Linked DNA regions of Mus musculus: region 2 is linked to region 1. The links are chromatin contacts, called in public capture Hi-C maps. All regions are on one chromosome and are shown on one strand. Each heading gives the region's core, a stretch centred on a gene start, on an enhancer-like site or on the middle of the called end of the contact. The rest is flanking DNA. Distances are from core to core; before and after follow the strand shown. Region 1 overlaps Gm51765 (a long non-coding RNA gene). Region 2 overlaps Hk1 (hexokinase 1).

The links. Capture Hi-C pulls out chosen DNA fragments and counts their contacts.
Region 2: a capture Hi-C map of embryonic stem cells shows a contact between it and region 1, with 2.2 times the contacts expected there. The contact joins two enhancer-like sites. A contact is called at or near these places in 1 of 115 datasets of contacts at active chromatin or transcription factors (embryonic stem cells) and 1 of 9 other capture datasets (embryonic stem cells).

Annotation. Positions count from the first base shown.
Region 1 is chr10:61,825,984-61,831,157 of GRCm38.p6, reverse strand. Gm51765 (a long non-coding RNA gene) reads right to left here. Exons shown (of 3, transcript XR_003948879.1): 2 at 4,339-4,422. Among named protein-coding and RNA genes, the nearest start is that of Gm40674, 17 kb to the left of the region's middle. Within about 2 kb of position 2,962, at least 19 of the 459 cell types and tissues checked have an H3K27ac peak or open chromatin away from gene starts, as enhancers often do. A contact at or near this core is called in embryonic stem cells, where this site is marked.
Region 2 is chr10:62,281,336-62,286,332 of GRCm38.p6, reverse strand. It overlaps Hk1 (hexokinase 1), which reads left to right. Exons shown (of 18, transcript NM_001146100.1): 11 at 1,484-1,632; 12 at 1,935-2,054; 13 at 4,427-4,522. Among named protein-coding and RNA genes, the nearest start is that of Tacr2, 31 kb to the right of the region's middle. Within about 2 kb of position 3,387, at least 34 of the 459 cell types and tissues checked have an H3K27ac peak or open chromatin away from gene starts, as enhancers often do. A contact at or near this core is called in embryonic stem cells, where this site is marked.

The DNA.
Region 1 (5,174 bases), core at 1,713-4,212:
AAAAGACTGTGAAACCATTTTAAAGGAGACATTTTACTTGCATTCCATTCATTCCAAAGACTGTTTTTGCGGAGGCAAAACAGTTTGCGTTTGCCAAAGTAAGCGTCCCGAAACTCCTCCAGCCAATGAGAATGTGCCCCCGCCCTAAGGTGTAGCCAATGAGAATTGCGCCTCGTAAGATACAGCCAATGAAAATGTGTTTCCCAAACACCCCCCCCACACACACACACACACACTCCTGATGTCTCTGTATTTGCCCTGGCCACAGCTTGCTATCTAGGGGACACTGGCCAAGAGCCTTAGAGTCTGAGTACCAACTTCAACATCTCACTTGCTACCTGTCTTCAAGTGACAAACGACTAGCTCTGGAAAAAAATTTGGAAGATGGAAAGAGCCGTACAGGGGGGTAGGGACAGGGATGGGCAGTAGATATTCGTGTTTAAAAGAAGAAGAAGAAAAAAAAAAACAGGGGGGGGTGTTGGTTAATCTTCAAGGAAGGGTCATTAAATTTCCTGGTGAAACTGGACTCAAAAGGGGTTTTCCTCACGCGTGCAAAGAAGCACGAGGGAGGAGTCACTTGGATGCTAAGTAACCCGCTCCCCAGCCCGGGAAGTTGCTTTCTAAAATCAAATTCCAAAAACGTCCATAGGGTTCCTTTTCTTGAAAGAGAAAAGCAAACAACTTACAAAAATAATACCTCTTGCTTTAAAATTCTAGTTACCCAGTTAAATAAGGTTTTTCTCTTTCCCTGGCTACCCCAAAGCCACCCTCACCCACCCCCACCCCCAGGCTGTTTCGTGGTGAGAACGGGAATGCTGGTTCCTGCGCCCCAGCATCCTTCCTCCTTTCAGCTGCCCATCTGTGTCCTCCTTATACATCTGGGGACATTCTCCGTATGGGCACCCTCATGTCTTAAGCCTGAAAAAAAACCATCCCAGAGTGTCTGTAGGTCAGGTTCCACCCCCCATGTCTTGCACTGCATTTCGATGAATAAGGGTTGGTTATATTTTCTAAACACCAGAAATTAATTTTCAGAATGGTGCCAAGCTGTCCAAGACGCTGTAGGTTGGACCCTGATGAAGTTATTTGTGATTTTTGTTTTTCTTGTGGACCCGCCCACGCTGCAGGTCTCTTGTGTCAATGAAAAGGCCATTTGCTTGAATCCAGTTTCCTGGCACCTTCTGTGTGTCTGTCTGTGATGTCTGTGTGGACACTCAAGCAAAATAATCTTTTCATTTGTGCTTTGAATGGTTTCTCCTCTGATCTTCCGTTTTCATCCGCTAAACCTTACCTTGGAGGCCACTTGCACCTCTTCATCGATGGCATCCCAGAGCCTGCACAGCTGGTGCCTGCAGAACTGTGTGGAAACCCCACCCCACCCCAAAGTGCTTTACCACAAAAAGAGTTCACTTGCCAACACCCAGAACCCCTCCTGGCTGACAGGTACCTGGACACCACAGTTGGCTTTGACATCCATGCAGAGAGCTCTGTGGCTTGCTTCTTGTTTGGAGGAAATGGATAGTCAGAGAGCTGGGAGGGTTTGTACCTTCCTGTGCTGTTCTGGGTCTTCACCAACTGGTTTCAAAAACCCTCAGCAGTCCTGTCCCGGATATGACACTCTCCAAAGAAAATGGCCCCCCAGGCCCGCAGTTCAGATGGTCCCTTCACCCTTGCTCTCTCTACCTCTGCCCCTGCTCCCATCAGCCCCTGGTGGTTTCTTGTCTCATCCTAGCACTCTCCACCACCATCCCCCCACCGCCTTTTCATTTTCCAATTCTCTCCCCCACCCTCCACCCCCACCCCTCCCAGATCACTTGGCCCTATCTCCTGCCTCCATCCCCATCACTTTGGGCCTCTACCCCCATTCTCCTCCCCAACCACCCACCCACCCCCGCAGCTCTGCAAGGTTCCACTTCAGAGGAAGAAGATACACTGAAAGTTGTCTTGACCTTGACCCCCCCCCCCCAGCTCTATTGTTCTCTGTTCCCACCAGAGAGAAACCTAATACTTGTGTTTGCTTTCCCTTGGGTCTCCATTCTAAGTCTGATCTATTGTGATTAGGGAAGAGGCGCTCCACCTTGTCATTGTTTTGGCCTCGTGATTAAAAGCAGAGCCAGGAATCTTCCTGTTGGTTTTTAATTTAGTTGTCCCCGAAACAGACTCCAGGTCTGTGACACTATCTCCATAAAGAAGAGTGGCCAACTTCAGAGCTTAAATGAAAAAGGAGCACCGGATGTAAGATTCAGGAACTTTTCTTTGATTTCCTTCATATTTGTCCTTGTATCTGCAAGTTTTGCTCTTCATAACCTCGCAATCACGCGGGCCTTCAGATTTAAAGCCTAACTCCGCTCAGGCCAGCGCTGATGGTCACCCGCTTGCCCACCAAAGCATGATGGAGGACTGTGAACAAAGGCCGATTGAGTATCCCCCATGCTGGAAAAGCCTCACAGAATGCTTCCAGATGTGTCTTTGTTTTTCTTTGGGAATGCACCTAGTTTCCCTCCGGTGTATGGGCTGCTGGGATCTGGGACTGCATCTCTAATAGAGAAGACCAAAGGAATAATGATTCTTTTACTTTAAAACCAGCTCTTTGGTTTACGACTTGGCCAAAAACAAGCAAGCAAGCCCTTTGGCCGTCGAGTCCCCCTACGTTCCCGGTGTTTCTCATGAACTACTGGGATTCTGCAGTCCCTGGCTTCACCGCGGTTAGTGCTCAACGTCAACGCATGCGCTCTACAGTGAAAATGGTCTATCAGCGATTTGATGAAGTTGTTGACATACTCATTTGTGCTTTCTGGGCCAAGCAGACGTGTTGGCATCGGTCCCTGTGGGTCTATCCATGGGTGACATCTCTGGGAATATGGCTGGATTCAGACCGGGTTATGAAGCAGGTGTCACCTGAGCCCTTGCCCAGGAGCAATACTGACTACAAAAGCTGCTGGCTGGTAACTTAGAGCCCGCTGGCTTTTGTTAGCATCCAATGGCCCCGGGCTCAAACACACCCTTGTGATACTGAAACTGTGGGCCCTCCCAGGCTGAGGTCCTGTGTCTCTCACCGTGGCTTTTCTCCACCAACTCGGGTCTACAAGCCCGCGTGACTGGACTAGAGCTCACCAGGCACAAAGTCGCCTCTAGCTACCACTGGAAAAAGACATTTCGTAATTCCATGTGTCTAAGAGCTTGAGTTCTAAGAAAGACGAGGTGCCCCACCGCCTAATTCAGGGAGATAGCGGAAATGCCATCCCACCAGGCAAACAGCTTCTAGAGAAAACTGATGGTTTCCAATAACCCCCCTGTAAACTGCGCACCCACCACCCAGCGCCATGGGCGCGTCCTTCCAGCTGCTATTGAAGCATCCGGTCACTCCGCAGCTTCTCTCTGGACCTTCCCGTTGAAACGTTTGTTTCCCTATTTGGTGCATTTGGTACAGTATTTAAACCGGCTTCGTTGGTGTACCTAACTATGAATTGACTTTCTGTTGTTTCTCCAGGACTTGGTGAGCTGGGATTTTGACTGCCCGTACCCAGTGTACGTCTGTCGCTCTGCTTACTGCCAGCTTCCCACCTGCCAGCACCTTTCCTCCTGTCCTGATGTCTTCAGTTCTGTTTCTTTCCTTTATTTTGTTTTATTCTGATCCTCTTCGGTGTGGTTTTATTATATTCTTCATTTTGATTTCTCTGCCCCCGCCTGTGCACTCTTTTCACTTTTCTTGTAATCCCCTGGGATACACAGAAAGTCTGTTCATTTTTGTGCTGACACGGGGAAAGCGCTTTGCTAATAGATGCGGACTTCTGGGCCTGGCCCTTTTCAAGGCTTCAGACGCTCCTCCCCGCTACCAGGCGCTGTTTCAAAAACCTGGGCTCTCTGCTGGGTTTTCCCTTTCCGTTTCTGACTTGATTTCCGGTTATCAGTGGTTCAGTTGGCCAGAACTGAATGTTCTGGGTCAGAGACAGGCATTTCCCTTTCTTCTGTTCAGTAAGTTTCAGGTTAAATGGCCAGAGAGGGAAAACACCCCCAGGTGGCCAGGGTCAGCACTCCACAAGTGCAGGGGACACTGTGTCCCCAGCTAATACAAATCCTTGCCTGTTTAAAATACCCCCGCTCCTTCTCTTCTTCACGGATTAAAACCCTATGGCCTGCCACACAGCAGAGCCTGCTGGGTGGTCTCTCCCCAGCCCCCAGCCGTAGAAGTGCCGCAGGAGTCTAAGGCCTTCCCAGAGAACAGAGGCTTGTGTCTTCGACCCCGACCCTGTTCCAACCCTCAGTTTTACAAAGTACAGGAATCAAAGTTCAGTGCGACTGGAATGTTCCAAATGGAAAGAAAAAAAACCAACTCACCATGAAAATTAACTTGGTCTTTGAAATATGACCTTGGCATGCTGCCCAGAGACGTGTACCACTCTTTTAAGTTAGAGAGGTCTTCTGAAAGAAAAGAAGGAAGAAAAACAATTAACCATATTTGGGTTGAGTAGCTCTTGCCTAGCCCACCCAAGTCCCTGGGTTCAACCCCCAACACTGTCAAGAGAGAGAGAGAGAGAGAGAGAACACTGAAACCCCCTGCCCCCGCAGGTGAAGTCGTGGGGGAGGGGGGGGTGACTCCAACCACACCGATGTCATCAGTGTCCCAAATGTCAAAGGTGAAATCCTCCAGAGCAGTGGTTCTCAACCTATGGGTCTCAACCATTCTGAGAGTTGCAGGTCAGATCCGCATATCTGATATCCACACAGACGATTCCTAACAGTAGCAAAACTGCAGTTACGAAGTAGCAACAAAATAATGTTACGGTTGGGGGTGGAAGGAGTCACTACCACATGAGGAACTCTAATAAAGGGTCACAACCTCAGGAAGGTTGAGAACCATTGCTCCAGAAAGATGTGGGAAGATCAGGGACTAAGTATACTAGCCAAAGGCGTTTGGGAGAGGCCTAGAAATACCAAGAGGAAACGTTATCACCACCTCAATCAGCAACAGGGGCAAGTGGGAGCCTCCCGGAATCAGACTAGACTCCAGAGGAGGCAGTAAAGGCAAGGCTCTGCGCTGCAACTGGACTCCTGCGCTTCTCTGACATCCTGGAGTTTCACGCTGCCATTTCCTAGTCTCTCTGGTGTAAATATTTTCCATTGTAAAAAAAAAATGTAAATACTGATTGTATATTTTGTTCCTGTCTTTTCTA
Region 2 (4,997 bases), core at 2,138-4,637, 450 kb before region 1:
GGCTGCCACACCTCTATCCCAGGAAGAGGGTGGGGTAGAGATGGGGTTGGATAAGGGACATATTAGAACCCTCTTGAGGATGCTGTTGGATTGGCCATGTCTAGTTTTACAAGAGCTGGAATCTTACCCAACCCAGTGCAGTTTGTGTGTGTGTGTGTGTGTGTGTGTGTGTGTGTGTGTGTGTGTGTGTGTGTGTGTGTGTTTGGGGACTTAGAGCACTTCAGTTTTCCTAGTGGGACTTCCCAGGCTGGTGCTCTTTGTAAAACCGTGTTAGAAATGGAAAATGGGAAGCTTGCAGGGCAGTACACACCTGTACTCTGAGCACTCAGGAGGCTCTAGAGTTGAAGGCCAGCCTCAGCTACATTGTGAGTTCGAGGCCAGCCTGGGCTACATGAGATGAAACAACAGAAGAATTCACATGGTCCTCATCTTTTAAGTAGTGTCAGGGTATGTGTGACCTGGGGCTTTGTATACCTGGGCTGGTCGGAGAAGCATCCGCGACCCTCACTGAGCCTAGCTCCATGGTGACACTGAAGAGATTCTTAGGTGGAGCCTCAGAATACCAACTGTCTGGGATAGAAGACACACCTTCACCTCCATGAGCCGCTGCTTGGTGAGGCAGAAGTGGACCAGGGATTTCTCAATTTTAGTGCTATAAACCAACCACTGTTCAGTGGGTCAGTGGGTCAGCTGTGGGATTCTGCTAATCCAGGCCAGGGTCTGCTGACCTCTGCTGGGGGTCAGCTGAGAAGCCACCCTCTCAGTCTTTACTATATACCCGATATAGCTGGCCTTGGGTTTCCCACCCATGGGTCACTGTGCTCTGCTGCTGGACAGAAGCAGAATCTGGAGGCCGAGGCCAGGGCTGGCCCAGCTTTGCCTATGCCACTTCCCTTTGGGTTCCAGAATCCAAAAAGAAGAGAAGCAGGTTCTTCCATTGTTTTCAATGACAAGAGCCATAGGTCCAAGCTGAATGGGGGCGCACGCACCTTTAATCCCAGCACTCGGGAGGCAGGCAGAGGCGGGCAGAGGCAGGCAGATCTCTGAGTTCAAAGTCAGAATGAGTTCCTGGGACAGCCACAGCTACACAGACCCTGTCTCAAAACAATAACAATAGCAACAATAACAACAAAAACAACCATACACCCACATTGCAAAGAGGGAGGGGAGGCTGTGATCATTTTTAGATTCATACATTGATACAAATTATGCATTTTTATATGAGGGTCACTAAAATGAAGGTACGGTTGTCAGGCTTTTAAGTGACAGTGAAGTTCATTGTGCCTAGTGGTTCCCTTCTGGGGCCACCATTCTGATGCCAGCCCAGCTTGTGACTCAGAGCCTAGACCGTGCTGTATACCACAGGAACCATTCATTTACAGTCATCTCCGTAATGCCGGAGGGGGCCGGTCTGGGGGGTTACTGGCCACTAAGATGCACGCAGCCGTTTGAGGCTTTTTCTCTGTGTTCTTCCCGGTGACAGAGCATGGTGACTTCCTGGCCTTGGATCTCGGAGGAACGAATTTCCGAGTCCTACTGGTAAAGATCCGTAGTGGGAAAAAGAGAACAGTGGAGATGCACAACAAGATCTACTCCATTCCCCTGGAAATCATGCAGGGCACCGGGGATGAGGTAAGGTGGGCCCGGCGCATGCAGGCCTGTGCAGGGTGAATCCCACACCTGGCCAATGATGGCACTGGTGGTCATGAGATAACCCGTGTCTGCCACATAACATTGTAGCTGTGCCCCTAAAGCATCAGACCCTTTGAGCCCGTGATACTCCAGTGACTGGGGAGTTCCTAAAGAAAACTGTTTATGTGTGTGTGTGTGTGTGTGTGTGTGTGTGTGTGTTTGTGTGTGTGTGTGTGTGTGTGTACATGCTAAAATTGTGAAACCAAAGAGAGCCCGGCTAGTCCATCCCTTTTCTCTTCCAGCTGTTTGATCACATTGTCTCCTGCATCTCCGACTTCCTGGACTACATGGGGATCAAAGGCCCCCGGATGCCTCTGGGCTTCACCTTCTCGTTTCCCTGCAAGCAGACGAGCCTAGATTGCGTGAGTGTCTTTCCTGTGGACCTGACAGTGTTGAGTTCCTTTGGCTAGGGTTTCCTTCGACCTCGCGGGTATCCCTGGATGTCTGGGACAGCCTTACATGTCTCATGGGTCCCTCTCTCCAGAATGTCCCTAAGACCTGTACTCTTGAGCCGTTGTTTGCTAGGTGGCAGCGGCAGTGCACACCTTTAATCCCAGCACTTGGGAGGCAGAGGCAGGCTGATTTCTGAGTTTGAAGCCAGCCTGGCCTACAGAGTGAGTTCTAGGACAGCCAGGGCTACACAGAGAAACTCTGTCTCAAGAAGCCGAAACAAACAAAAACACTGGAGCCATGACTTTTGAGAACCCCTGGGGCCTCCGGGCACAAAGAATAACTTTCAGTATAGAGCTTTGCACGCGTCTTAGGAGCTCGCCAGGTCTTTGCTTCTTTCGTTCCTCCTCAACCCCATTTTCCCTCCACTCCCTTATCCCAGGCCACCTTCCAACTTGCTCTGTAGCCACAGCCTTCTCTTCTGACACCACTGCGTCCTCCTCCACACCGGGGGTTTTTGTGTACTGGGGAGTGGCACCTAAAGCTTTGCCCATGCTAGGCAAGCACTCTGCCAGCTAGCTACATCCTCAAGCCCTTGGCAGCTTTCCTTGTGGCTGCTAGTACAGCAAGGTGCTGGATGCCTATAGGCCCTGGGGCAGTGCCCTGTTAGAACAGACCTGTAGTAAATGCTTGCTCAATCTATGGGATGAAAAGGGTCCCAGATGGGCGTGGCTCTCCCCCACTGCTGGAACTAAGGTGTGGGTACAGGTGGAAGGTTTCTGTTAGGGTTCAACACAGGACAAGTCTCACTCTGTAGCTGTGGCTCCTCCCACACTTTTCTTCCAACCCCTACCCTGAACCTCCTGGGGGCTGGGCTTCTGCTCCCCACCCCCCCTCGCCCTGATTTCTATATTTCTCAGTCCTTTTGGTTATACTAGGCTCCTTTTTTGGATGGTGACTCCTCTCTTGCTCTCCCTCCCTGTCTCTTTTCTTGGTCCTGCCTAAGTCAACTTGCCATGTTTAGCCTGGGCTCCTTCCTCTGCCTGCTTTCTCCCTGTGTCTACTATAAAAATCGTCTCCACACTTTCGGAGTAGGCATATATCCTTCTCCTCTTATTTCTTGTTTCTTTTTTTTTCCATCCATTTACAATCTCTGTCCTTAGGGGTTTCCTATGGCAGTGCCAGAGTCAGAGGCACGTACCAGCACTCTGCCACTGTGCGGGAAGGGCCAGGCCTGGGTGGGCATACTGTGTGCAGAGAGCGAGAAGGTGATGCTGAGTCACTGAGGGAGGAGCCAGCCTGTCTGGAAGATCTGCAGGCAGCCCTGCATGGCGCAAGTGGAGACACGGCCAGGGAGGGGCCCGAGGGGATGGTTTAAGGGCTGATTGGCAGCCCCGGGAGAGCTAAGTAAGGTGGTGTCAACAGAAAAGCTCCAACCTAAGGAGGTTGTCTACAGCCATGAAAACAGGGATTGAATAATTCCAGACAAGCAACATCAAAAGGAGGGAAGTGCATGCACACACACACACACACACACACACACACGCACACACACACACATATACATGGACACATAGACACGGCACACAGACACATACATCTAACATCAGTTGACTCTCTCTAAACATTTTTTTAAAGGCTGGGGCTTATGTTGCCCAGGCTGGGAATCTGTCACACAGATTCCTTGTGTGGCCAAGGATGGCCCATCATTTCTAATCCTCCTGCCTCTTCCTCCCATGGGTTGGGATTCTGAGTGCCTACTATCACACCTGATTTGTGCAGTGCTGGAGATCAAAGCCAGGGCTCTGTGTTCTCTGGGCAAACCCTCTACCAACTGAGCTACATCTCTGCTCCTAAACTCTTGTTTATTGCAGGTCTGATTTTTTTTTTATAAGATCTCATTATATAGCTCAGGCTAGCCTAAAACTTAACTTAAGTACCCCAGGCTGGTCTTGAACTAACAGATGATTTCTTGCTTCAGTCTCTCAAGTGCTGAGATTCCAGGTATGAAACAGATGCACACGCACACTTGTGGCATTTTCCCCCAGCAGTGTATAACTTCAGACCTGTGAAGCCTAAAGTCGGCCTATAAAGTAACACTGTTACTGAATTTTTGCATTCCTTTAAATAAGCCAACCTTATGTGCCTCCATTTCTCCATCTGTGAAGTGGGTTTAGAAAGCAGATGTCTGTGAAGATGGTGGGAGGGGCCAGCCCACAGGATTCCACTCTTGCTTTACAGCCTCTGTGGTTATTGCCCGGGAGGTAGGGTGTCACATTCTCCTGACTGAAAAGTGACCTGAAGGTTACTCACCTAAACTCTTTGGGTGCCTTTCCTGTTTTAGGGAATCTTGATCACGTGGACAAAGGGATTCAAAGCCACCGACTGTGTGGGTCACGATGTAGCCACTTTACTGAGGGATGCTGTAAAAAGGAGAGAGGTAACTTAATCCTTTTAAGATAATTTTTGCCTTGCGTGGGGCGGGGGAGGGTACAAAAATTAAGCTTGCTTTTTTTGTGAAGAATTGGAACACCACAGGAGCATGCGATTTGGAAGTGTCCCTGTCCCCACGCCCGCCCCAGTCACTGCCAGGCGGTCAAGTGACATTTGTCAGTTTTGTATCATTAAGGGATGGTAATATGGGCTGGTGAGCTGGCTTGACAGCCTGCCACCAAGCCCGAGGGCCTGAGTTTAGTTTCTAGGACCCATGTGGTGGAGTGAGAGAATCCTTTCCTGTGGTTTATCATTTGACCTACACACATGTGCTGTGTGTGTGTGTGTGTGTGTGTGTGTGTGTGTGTGTGCACATGTGAAAAGGATGGTACACCCAAAGAGAGGTAAAATCATGACTCATAGGGATGGAACAATGGAAAGTTCCTGAGGGCCCATACAGCCGGGAACTGCCAGGCATTTCA